3 separate regions of the Callithrix jacchus genome follow, and regions 2 and 3 are each linked to region 1. A link is a contact called in public Hi-C data. All regions are on one chromosome and are shown on one strand. The core of a region is the stretch at or near the end of the contact, and the rest is flanking DNA. Distances in the headings are between cores, read along the strand shown. Region 1 holds the start of LOC128931353. Region 2 overlaps LOC128931355 (a long non-coding RNA gene). Region 3 holds the start of LOC144581428.

What was found. A called contact is a pair of places that touch in the nucleus more often than the background predicts.
Region 2: a contact with region 1 is called in a Hi-C map of induced pluripotent stem cells, with 6 times the contacts expected there. The contact joins the enhancer-like site here to the promoter of LOC128931353 in region 1. A contact is called at or near these places in 3 of 3 Hi-C or Micro-C datasets (induced pluripotent stem cells and skeletal muscle).
Region 3: a Hi-C map of skeletal muscle shows a contact between it and region 1, with 9 times the contacts expected there. The contact joins the promoter of LOC144581428 here to the promoter of LOC128931353 in region 1. A contact is called at or near these places in 3 of 3 Hi-C or Micro-C datasets (induced pluripotent stem cells and skeletal muscle).

What each region holds. Positions count from the first base shown.
Region 1 is chr2:122,117,909-122,121,492 of calJac240_pri, forward strand. It overlaps LOC128931353, which reads left to right and starts at 1,712. Exons shown (of 2, transcript XM_078365238.1): 1 at 1,712-1,897.
Region 2 is chr2:123,030,864-123,034,447 of calJac240_pri, forward strand. LOC128931355 (a long non-coding RNA gene) reads right to left here. Exons shown (of 3, transcript XR_013532589.1): 2 at 2,226-2,399. The region is part of intron 1 of LOC118151475 (a long non-coding RNA gene); the gene reads left to right. Among named protein-coding and RNA genes, the nearest start is that of CCNH, 430 kb to the right of the region's middle. Within about 2 kb of position 1,703, at least 3 of the 16 cell types and tissues checked have an H3K27ac peak or open chromatin away from gene starts, as enhancers often do.
Region 3 is chr2:122,667,165-122,670,748 of calJac240_pri, forward strand. LOC144581428 reads left to right here and starts at 1,594. Exons shown (of 5, transcript XM_078365243.1): 1 at 1,594-1,644. The coding sequence starts at 1,621.

The DNA.
Region 1 (3,584 bases), core at 462-2,961:
GAGTAGGGAGATGGTTACTGTGACATCATTGTTATTATTTAAACTGCCAGAGGAGAATATAATTGTTAATAAAAGCCTTCTTCTCCACGCCCCTCAAGGTTCCCTCCCCCCTGGCATTTTATGACGTGCCATCCACAATGAATGTAAGCAGAATTATGTTGATCCTGGTAACCTGCTATATAACTATAATGTCGCACAGGTCAGCAAGGAAATGAAGAAGAAAATTACTCCATTTAGGGATAGTTGTTTGAGAAAATATATATTTACAAGTTTGGGGTATTGGTATTAAAACTTTGTCTCTTTGAATGTGCGTATGTGTGTACAGAGGGAGTGCTATGAACGGGTTGTATGCATCCGTTGTAGAATCCGTGTGCGTTGTGTGTATAGAGGGAGTGCTATAAACGGTTTGTATGCATCCGTTGTAGAATCCTGGTGTTTGTACATTAAAAAGCTGCCATGTAATCATTCCATGGGGCTAGTTTAATGCATTTAACAGAGAACTAATGGGTAGTCTATGTTGAAAAGCATGGTCCTATTTTTTAATCCCATCACGTATTGAAGCGGTTCTGTGCGAGTCTGCCGCTTTCACCTTTATCCACGGTGGATGCTCTTGTTCGAGAAATCCATTTCAACCACTTTTGGTTCCTGATCATTGCTAAAATGCCTCCACTTCTTTCTCTACAACTATTCTTTATTTTTGGCCTATTTTTGCCAGACTTAGCAATAATGATAAACAATCCTTGCCGCATTGAAACTCAGTTGAAATGATCCGGTGAACCCCCGCCTTGGCCCTTGCTGCAAACGGTAATCTCAAACACTGGATATGGTCGGACTTGGCCGTGGGCTCCAAGCTACAGGAGACCTTAGCTACTTTTTCGTGTCCAGGCTTCGGTAGACCGAAGCTACTTTTTCGTGCTGGGATTTTACCTTCTTTCTAGCCTGGAGCGCGCGCGCTATGTACACACACACACACACACACACACACACCCTCTGTAAAAACAAGCTGAGGTGAGGTGAGGGGGTTCCCCATGTGAACAGAGAGACGCAGGGCTCGGGCGGAGGGAGCCTGGCCAGTGGGGAAAACGGCGGCGTGAGCAGCGCAGGGACCAGGGGCTATGACTAAGGTGGGTGCCCCGCGGCCACAGTGAGGACGCACGGAAGCTGCACTAGCCTCCGGCTCTTGTCTGAGATGCAGGAGTGGATGACCTGGCTCCCGGGAGTAAAATCAAAGTTCCGTGGAGCATGGAGCCGGTAGACAGCCACGCTTGTCCGAGCTGAGAGCCCTCCGTAGTTCGAGCTCGCGCGTGGAGCGGCCTCCAGCTCTCGGTCTGCTCGGGTAGAAGCCCACGAAGGGGGTCCCGCGGCGCCAGCTTTTGTACGGCCCCGCCTTGGCCAGCCGCGAGCTGACGCACCGGCTCCCCCGGGACGCTGGGGGCGTCGCACCGCAGCTGGGTGGGGAGCGATTTATTTTCGCTGTCCCATCCCAGCCCATCTTCGGGTACTCCACCCTACCCCTCCCATCCCTCCTCCTCCTCCTCCTCTTCCTCCTCCTTCTCTACCAACGCCCGCACTACCTTCTGATTCTCCACCTCCTCTTCATCTTCCATCCCCCTTCTACTTCTCTCTCTTCCCCCCTCCTCCCTCCCGCCTCCTTTCTCCCTCTCCCCCTCCCTCTCTCCTCTGAATAAGCAAGCTTTTGCCTCTAAAAGTCACAAGTAATCCTCTTGTGTGACAGAGAGGAGAGAGAGAGAGAGAGAGAGAGAGAGAGAGAGAGAGAGAGAGAGAGAGAGAAGAAGCTGGCCGAGAGGAGCAGAAGGCAGGAGGGGAAATCTGGCACAACGGCTGGGAGAGGAAACTTGATGCTTCTGGGCCAACATTTGCCAGGGCCTCGCTCGAGGTAAGTACACTGGGGGCCCGCGGAGTCTGTACCTGTCAGGTCCAGCCCCCGCCCATAGCCCAGAGATGGGTACCCTTACCTGGGCTATTCAAGTAATGATCAAAATGGAATGAGAATGGGGTGCGGGTGAAGGAGTGCCTCTGCCAGAGGGCCGGGGCCCAGAGGATGCTGTTCGCCTGGAAGCTCCGACCCCAGGCTCTTGCCCCAGGGCACCTTGTGCCTCCAGCCACGGTTCCGAGAGACTGCGGGGGTGCTCCAGCTACCCGATTTCCCTTCCTAAGTCTCGCGTTGGAGAGCTCCCTCTTTTACACACCCGCGTGCAAATGAGCAGCTGCTCTGTCTTGAAGTGAGAAAGTGAGCCCCTCTCTAACCCTAGAAAAGGAAAGTTTGGTAAGGTGGGGGCTGCGCAGATCTGCTGTTCTCTGGAAACTACACTGGGAACCCTAGACTTGGCGCAGAAAATTAATAGTTTTTCATTTTTCCTTTAAAAAATTACCTTGAACGAAAAATTGTATGTATTCAAAAAAAATTATTGGATTACCATATCTGATCAGCTGCTGATGACCTACCAATAAGCGTTTTAAACACACACGCACATTCACGCGTGCGCGCGCGTACACACACACACACACAAACAGGGACTATGTGCAGTGAGGAAGCCCGTCATAAGTAACCAAGAATTCAGAGGGAGTCGCGAGGGCTTTTAAGTGTGTAAAGGCTGTGTACGTGTCCCCCTTGTTACAGAGAGCAGAGGGAGGGGCAGAGGGAGTGCGTGGTCGGCTCGGCGTTTTCGCTGTGCCTGTGTGTTTCCCGTGCTGTCAGCTGGCTCCGGTTTCTAAAAGCTGAGCGCTGCCAGGGGCGGGGGCCAGCATCCACCATCCACCTCGGCACCCTAGTGGTGAAACAGGTCTCATTTGTTTGGTGCAGAGCGGTGACGACCTAGAAGAGACTGGAGTGTGGTTAGGTCAGCCCCCTGCCATCCATTACACCTGCAGCAGATGGCTCAAGTGGTAGAATGGTTTTGTTTGCCGAGATCAAGAAAGGAGGAGGGGTAAGCTAGAGCCTCGCCCCACTCAAAAGAAGTACCTTAAAGAGCCAAAGAAATGAAAGAAGCCATATTCCTACCATCAAAAGCAGTAATGTTGCCGTCTTCCAGGAGTGAACCTGGACACATTAGTGACCTTGGCACCTGGCTCGAATTGATAGCGACAGAATTATAGAACCAATATTTTCAAATTATTTTTGATGAAGTGCCCACTCCTCCCTACACACACACACACACACACACACACACACACACACACACCTCTCCAGCCAGATGCACACAGGTGTCCCTGGAGCTCTATTCCCTGAAGCCAAACGTCAGTAAGACCCTGCAGATTTCCAGAAGAAGGAAGCCTCTTCTCTCTCCCCACTTTATTCAGTCTGCCTGCTAGCTTCCACACACAAGTCTGCTCTCCCCAGACAACCACCTAGCTGGAATTTAGTACATTTGGTCAAATGTACCCAACTCATTTTCACATGCAATAATGTGCCTTTCTGATCAGAATTCACATCCTTGCTTTCATACCTTCCTTCCTGCTACCTAAGAAGCAGGAAAGGACACAAACCCTCCCAGGCAGTCTAGAGGAAAGGCAGGCGTGACAAAGAACACAGACACAGTCTAATGACAGTTTGGCCTGCCTTC
Region 2 (3,584 bases), core at 453-2,952, 910 kb after region 1:
GTTTCCAATATTAGTTATGTCTTCTTGGTGTGACTTCAAATATAATTTGAATTTGAATTTTTCTGCTTCTCTTATTGCATCTACAAAAGCATTTACAACATTTTTTACTCTTTTTTCTTTCTGGTTGTTTTGCATCTCTGGTAGTATCGAAAGTTTCATCAGATTCTTTGGACATAAGAACACAAAAAGAACTAAAAAAGTCGATTTCACTTCCGCCTATCACTTCTCTACCATGAACACTTGGAAGTGACCTATTTTCTCATTTTATGGAGTTCAGTCATTTATTCACATAGAAGTCCAAATTTTTTAAAAATAAGTTTTAGAAAGGATTTTCATTGAAATATTTCATTGTAATCCATTATAGAGGTAATACCCCTCTCAGAATCAGTGAGAAGCTATTAGTTTTCTGCAAGTGATCAAACAGAACTGAGTGGGCAGCTTTAGAGCACATATATACACTCCCAGGTGGATTTTCAAGCACAAAGGAGCTTAATGTCTCGCTGATGTTAACCAGTCGGCTGTCAGTCACAGAAAAGCTTAGTGGCCATTCACAACCAGCTAAAATTATATTTCTGTAAATTGTTTTAGATCTGTATATAGAATCATTCACTTTAAAATGATTAAAGTATTGGTCTTATTTTATATTTCTTATAATAAATTGACTAACTTGTTACTTGAATTACATATAATGTCTAAGAGGAAAGCAAAGCTGTGCACACATGGGGCTCCTATTTCAAGATATCTTTATCTGTCTGCTTTATAGCAACACATTGTATAATAATAATCATGGATTGGGGGGATTATATCCAAAGTGAAGATTTTAATGATATCAAAGATTAGAACCAATTAAAACATAATTCATATGACTCATTTCATCTATTCATATGACAAATTAACATGTTCTTATAAACCAGAACTGCACAGGATAAAAACAAAAATGCAACGCTATCAAGTTTTGCCAAGTTGCCCATTTGTTCTCCAATATTTTCATTTTAAAGAGGTATGACTACATTATTGAATTCTTATCTTACCAAATATTTTAGTTGAATGCCCTCATAAAATCTCTGGTTTTCATAAATTCATGGATATTAGGGCTAACAGTGTGCATTAAAAATGATACATCTTGTTCTGAGACACTATACAAGAAAAAAATAACTTTTCAGGGGTGAATGAAAACTGAAAAAAATGCCTTTAAAAATCTTTCAGTTTTTGAACTGGTATGATATTATATCAAAACTATAGAACTATGATATTATATCAAAACTGTAGAACCCATTATATGTATAAACATAACTATATCAGTAGCACATGAAGGAAATTATGCACTTCAGTTTGCCAATGTGTAATATCATTTTTGATCAAATGTAAATTTGCTATAAGAGGTTTTAAAAGAAATCTTTAAAAATATACCCCAAACTACAACAGATCTGTCATTCATGCACTGCTGAGCATACAGGCCTAATTTTACCTTTTTGCTATTATTTTAAATTAAGGCACTTATCCAAAAGATCAAAACAGCTTTTACAATGGACATTTTGTGAAGGGAGATAGTGATAATATCTGGAGAATATGGTAATTAGTCCTGTTGTGGAGGCACAGAGAGATGCCTCATGCATATATTGGGAAACTGCAAAGACACCAAATATAAAAGTATATCTCAAAGTTTGGAGGGTAGATTAGAAGGTGCCTAGTGATCCGGCAGAAACATTAAATAAAGCAAAAAACATTGCATTTAAAAAGCAGGAACAAAGACAGTTCCTTTTGCTTTGCTGGCAAAGAATATTAAAAGAGGACAACCTTCTTTCTGACAGCAGTTTTAAATCTGGCTTTTCATATTACAGTCCTTAATGAGGGACCCCACAATATCAGATGAAGAAAAACAAAGAGAATTTTTGATGAAAAAAAAAATCAGGAGAAAGAGAGAGATGACTGAGAATATGCAAACTTTGTCTGCAGTTGTTTGAGCACAGGCATAATGCTGAAGGGACTTTTTCCCTCTAACTACCTATTAAGGAAGGCTGCATAACAAATAGCAGACTATCCCCTAAAGAGCTGAAAGGTAAAGTTCTCAGGAAGCCCCAGTAAATACTGAAATGATTTTTACTATTCCAAATTTAATTCGACATTTTCTTAGTGTGTGTATGGGGAGGGCGGAATACCCTCTTTGTGTCCTGAAAAGTGTCATGCAACGCAGAAAGATCTCTCTAAAAGAAAACGCATCTTACTTGACTAAACACTGAGCTCTCAGCATGAAGAGAATAAATGCCTCAGTGTTACACGCGGCCGTGTGGCTGAGCGGGTCCAGTGCAGTGCTCTCATGCCATCTAGCGGCTTTGTGAGAAGTCTCCGGAAGGCCTTGTGAACTCAGTGAGCTGCTCCTGTTGGTATTTAAGTAGTGCCTATAAGGCAAATAAAAGAGAGGAATTGCCATAATTATTCAGAGAATTTGGACACAAAGGGGTTATTTTGCTTGAAAAATACAAATTGTTCAGGATGAAATACTCAGGCAGTTGAAATACCCTGGCTTAAAAGTTTGGGTGCCATTTTGGTTTAAGCGGAAGTGTTTTCAGAACCAGGGCCCTTCCTTTCACGTTTCTCTACTTCTCCATTACCTCTCTTTCCTTTTCTTCTTCTCTACTTTATTTTCACATCCTACTTTTCTTTAAAATTTCTGTTTTGATTTCAAACTTTTCAATGGCTTGAAGCTTTTTTTTTTGGCTTGTATCCATCAGGTTTTTTATTTTAATAAAATGCCCCTTTGGCATTCTAGTTTGAGATAATAATAGGTAATAAAGACAAAGAACCAACTTTGTGCTTCTTAGAAACACCCAAAATAGTGCTATCCTTACCAACCCTCAGATGTGTTGCCCTACAAGCAGCATTTGGAATGTCAAATTGCAAAGGTATTGTTTACAAACTAAGATATTTTAGCCACTCTCAGAAATACAGGTTTCCACTGTCCTTTGCAAAATGACATTAAAATGGCATTACACACACTATTTATATGAATAGAAAGTGTGCTTGAACTTCGTTTATAAAGTCTACTTAACCAAAATCCATATTTTATTCTTTCCCTATTTGAGAGTTCTTTCATAGGCCTGGGCATTCTCCCTTTTGATCCATTGATTCACACATTTTAATATTACATTAATTATATCTACAGATAGAAATTCTTATACTCTGAGAATATAATTTCCTTCTTGGATAATGTGAAAAATTAAATTTACAGTGTTTTCATTGAATTGCCTTTTAATGATACAAAGAAGCTGATTTCTACATTTGTATAACAAACATCTGCATAATATTAGTCATGACCTAGGATTAAAGTTTCTAAATCACCAATAAAGGGGGCTGCTAGTGGGAAAAGCTATAGAATTATATAGCTAAATTTAGAATTTTGAAGACCTCATGTATGTTTTATTGTGGTTGAAAATCAATACGAAATACAAGTTGTGACTTTATACATGTGGTGTTCAAAGACATAAATATTTTAAATTAAACATCCTTACTTGAAAGGATTTAGCAAATTAATTGAGTACTGTTGAAGAGGTGTGCATATTTAACTTTTCAAACTATAAATAATA
Region 3 (3,584 bases), core at 344-2,843, 550 kb after region 1:
CATCTAAAGCTGGTAGAAGCTGAAATATTATGAACACCTGAACAAATCTGATATACACATGACGTCTCGCTAAACTGCAGTTTCATTTTTTCCTCTACTCAGAAACAAACAAACAAATAGATAAAGTCATTGTTCTAGGACAGAGAAAATGTGCCAAGGGAGGTCTCCCTTTCGGTTTCAACTTAAAAGGCAATGGATTTTGCTTGCAATTCTTTTATTTACGAAAAGAAAACCCAGAATGTCAGGCAGAAGCCCCTCCAGGCCACTTAAATTTCGTCACAGTAGAGTCCTGGGCGAAGCGGGAAGATCCTGGGGTAAGGGCGTTTGTGGGTCCTTTGAAAGGAAGCCCATCCAAGGCACCTGCCTGCAGAGTAGGGCGTTGGCACCCACCGGGTCGGTAGCCCGCCGCCTGCGCCTTTCCACCTTGCCCAGGCACAACTTTCCCTTTGTGCATCAAAGTAAGAATACCCCAATTTTTGAGAGATCTAACTCTTGTGCTGCATTAAAGGCCCTTTTGCTCTGTAGTTTCACATTTTACATGAGCCCTGAGAATGAGGTTATTAGCTTCATAAGAAAAGTTTGAGCAGTAAGAAATGCTCAACGATGGCATCCCACATTGGCCCGCAGTAGGAGTGTGGCTCACACCGGCCTTGGCTAGGTCGCCAAATACAGCCGAAACTTTCTGGCTGTCTTTAGAAGGTCCTCTCTAGTAGTCACTGGAAGGGCAGGAGGTGCAACGCAGAAGGAGACATCACGGATTGGGGGTACTGGCAACTTTTAAGGGGTCTAGAAAATCTCTTCGATTTTGGGGATGCTTTTCCGCTGCAGTTTAAAAAGTGAAAGACAACAGAAAAGCTTATACTTAAAAAAAAAAAAAAAAAGGTAGCCCTGGTGATCCATTCCCTATCTTTTGGCTGACAGGTAATTGCCTGAAAACGAAATTGGCATTCGAATAGGGTCAGGTAAAGCCCAGAGTCCCTGAACTCATTTTGGACTCAAGAAAAGGCGCTTCCCGTCCCCTACCTCTTTTAGAAAGAGAAAGGAAAAGGAGGAGGAAGCAGAAAGGCGGGAGAGCGGAGAACGCAAGAAAGAAAGAGAAGAGGGGGATATTTAGCAAGTTAAGAGGTTAAATGTTTGAACAGATTTGTAAATATATAGACAGCCCTTGTTATTTGGGATGTGTAACAATGCCTTTTGTGGCGCTGTCTGGCTGGGAGGCTGCAAAGGACCTCTCCCTGGCACCTTCTTCCCTGGGAAATGAACTGGAAGCTCATGGACTCGAAAAACAAAAACAGGGCTACCCTTCTTTAAGGGAATTCTCTCTGTATTCGGTCATTGAAAAATAAAAGGAAAAGAAGAAAAAAGAAAGTAAAAGGAAAGCAGGATCAATGAAAATATTTTATTTTTCTTTGGAACGATTTTTCAGGGAGCAACCCAGAAAGCTATCATCAGGCTGAAATAATTTCAAAATATTGTTTAAGCGGATGAAATTCTTCATCATTCAGTTATCCATTGTGCATCTATTATTTCTTCGAACTCAACTCGCTTGTCTAACAAGCGTGTGTGTGTGTGCGCGCGCCCTGGTGTGTGTGTGTGTGTTTAGAAAACCTGGGTTCTCGAATGGTGCTTCCGTGGCTGAGTAGGGTGGGTTTCTTTCGTTTTTCTCACGTTGGTGTTTTCTGGACAACTGTACTGAGCGCGTTGATGGCATCGGTGCTCTGCCTGTGCCCGTGGGCAGAGGACATAGGCTGTGGGTGTGTCCCGCCCACAGGCGCGCGTGAGTGCGTTTGCGTGTGTGTGTGTGTGTTTATACACGCATTCTCTGGTGTGCATCAAATGGAGCCTTTTTTTCTTTACTGTGTCTGCGTCCTGCGTATATTAGTATTATGCAAATAGAGTCATTTCGCTTGAGTATTTTTTTGGAGGGGGAGGGGATGAAACATTTTAATTCTTCTCTGGTATTTTCTCGGCAGTCTTTCCACTGAGTGTGAATTCATTTGGATGCCTTTTCTGAGGTCCGCGTGTGTGTGTGTGTGTGTGTGTGTGCGTGTGTGTGTGTGTGTGTGTGTGTAGGGGATACTGCGTGCCGGTCAGTGGGTGTATGCCTCGGTGTGTGGGAGAGCGTGCACTGTCTGTGAGGACCTTGTGAGCACTACGTATTCTCTCCAGGTGTTCTGTTTGTCTCTGCCTCCCGTGCTTTGCGTTCTCGGAGGTGATTATGTGCATATTTACATGTGTGTTCCTATTCTCCTGCCTTCATGTATTGTCTTTCTCCACAGTCCACACATTTCATATATATTCTCTTATCTTTTGGCAAAGTGCCTTTTTTATTCCTCGAAGAATATTTATTGATGTGATAATCTGAAATGAAAAGTGGTCTCCCATGAAGGAGATAGAAGAGAAAGGAGTGTTCATCTTTCTTAATAGACGGGGCAGAGCCAGTTGACTGGATCACAGGGTTTCTCTGCACTTTCTGCGTATGTGTCTGTGTGTGGGGGGTGGGGGCGGGGGCGGGGGAGGAGGGAAAAGGAGCCTTTAACCAGAACAAAGATAGGCCATCTCGCCCCCTTGCGGACAGGCTGCATATCGCGCCGACCAGGCCCGCCCCGGCTTTCTTTAGTCGAATGAATCTTGTAATTTCCTCCGTTAAACCATTCAGGGGCCGCCTCTCAGGCCCAGCCCCCAGCCTGCAGCCAATCACCAGGCGCCATGCAAATCACCTCTTCCGTTCTCCAAACCCGCGTCCGCCTCAGCGGCTGTCCTGGCCGCCCAGCCCCAGCCTCATTTCCTCCCATCACCTCCCCTTCCTTCCCTCGCCCCCGCCCGAGCAGCTGCCGGGGAAGAGGGCAGTGCTGGGTGCCTTATGCATATGCAGACCGATCCTCCTCCTCCGTCCACCTCCTGCCCCCTCCTGCAGCCTCCTCCCTTCCCCGCAACGCAGCCGCCGCCTCCCCCTTCCCCGACCGCGCCCGCGCTCCTGGAGGTGCGGTTCTCCCAGCTCTGGTCCAGAGCAGCTGCTTCCCAGAAGAAGGCCTGCGAGCACTCTTGGAGCAGACGAGGGAAAGGGAGGAAGGCTGTACCCTTAAAAATTCTCTCGAAGGTCAAGTTTCAGGCTTGCCAAACAGAGGAGAAAAGTGTCGAAAAATGCCGCTGCAGGGTTTGCGGGAAGGTTCTGCATGGAGACTGAGTTGAAAATGCCTTTCTCCCCCTAAACACCAGATTAATTTCTCTGAAACATACTATGTATTGGTCATGTCCAGACGATGATGATAGATGGTTTTGTAAGCCCAGAGTACAGTGTGCATTTGTCTTGTACATCAAGGCTACAATGAAACCACGAACACCTGGAGAGGAGATCACCCAGCGTTAGATCTGATTAATAGGAGCCGGGAGAGAGAGTGAGGAGTGGAGACGGGGGCGGGGCGGAGTGGTGGCCCAAGACCTGCTCCTGAAACAGGACCGGTAAGCCACTAAGAGCGCAAACGGGGACCCGTGAAAAGAAAAGATAAGAAAAAAATTCCTCCAGGAAAAAAAAAAAAAAAAGACCTGAGAATAGTTTGTTACTGCTATTTACATCCAGACTC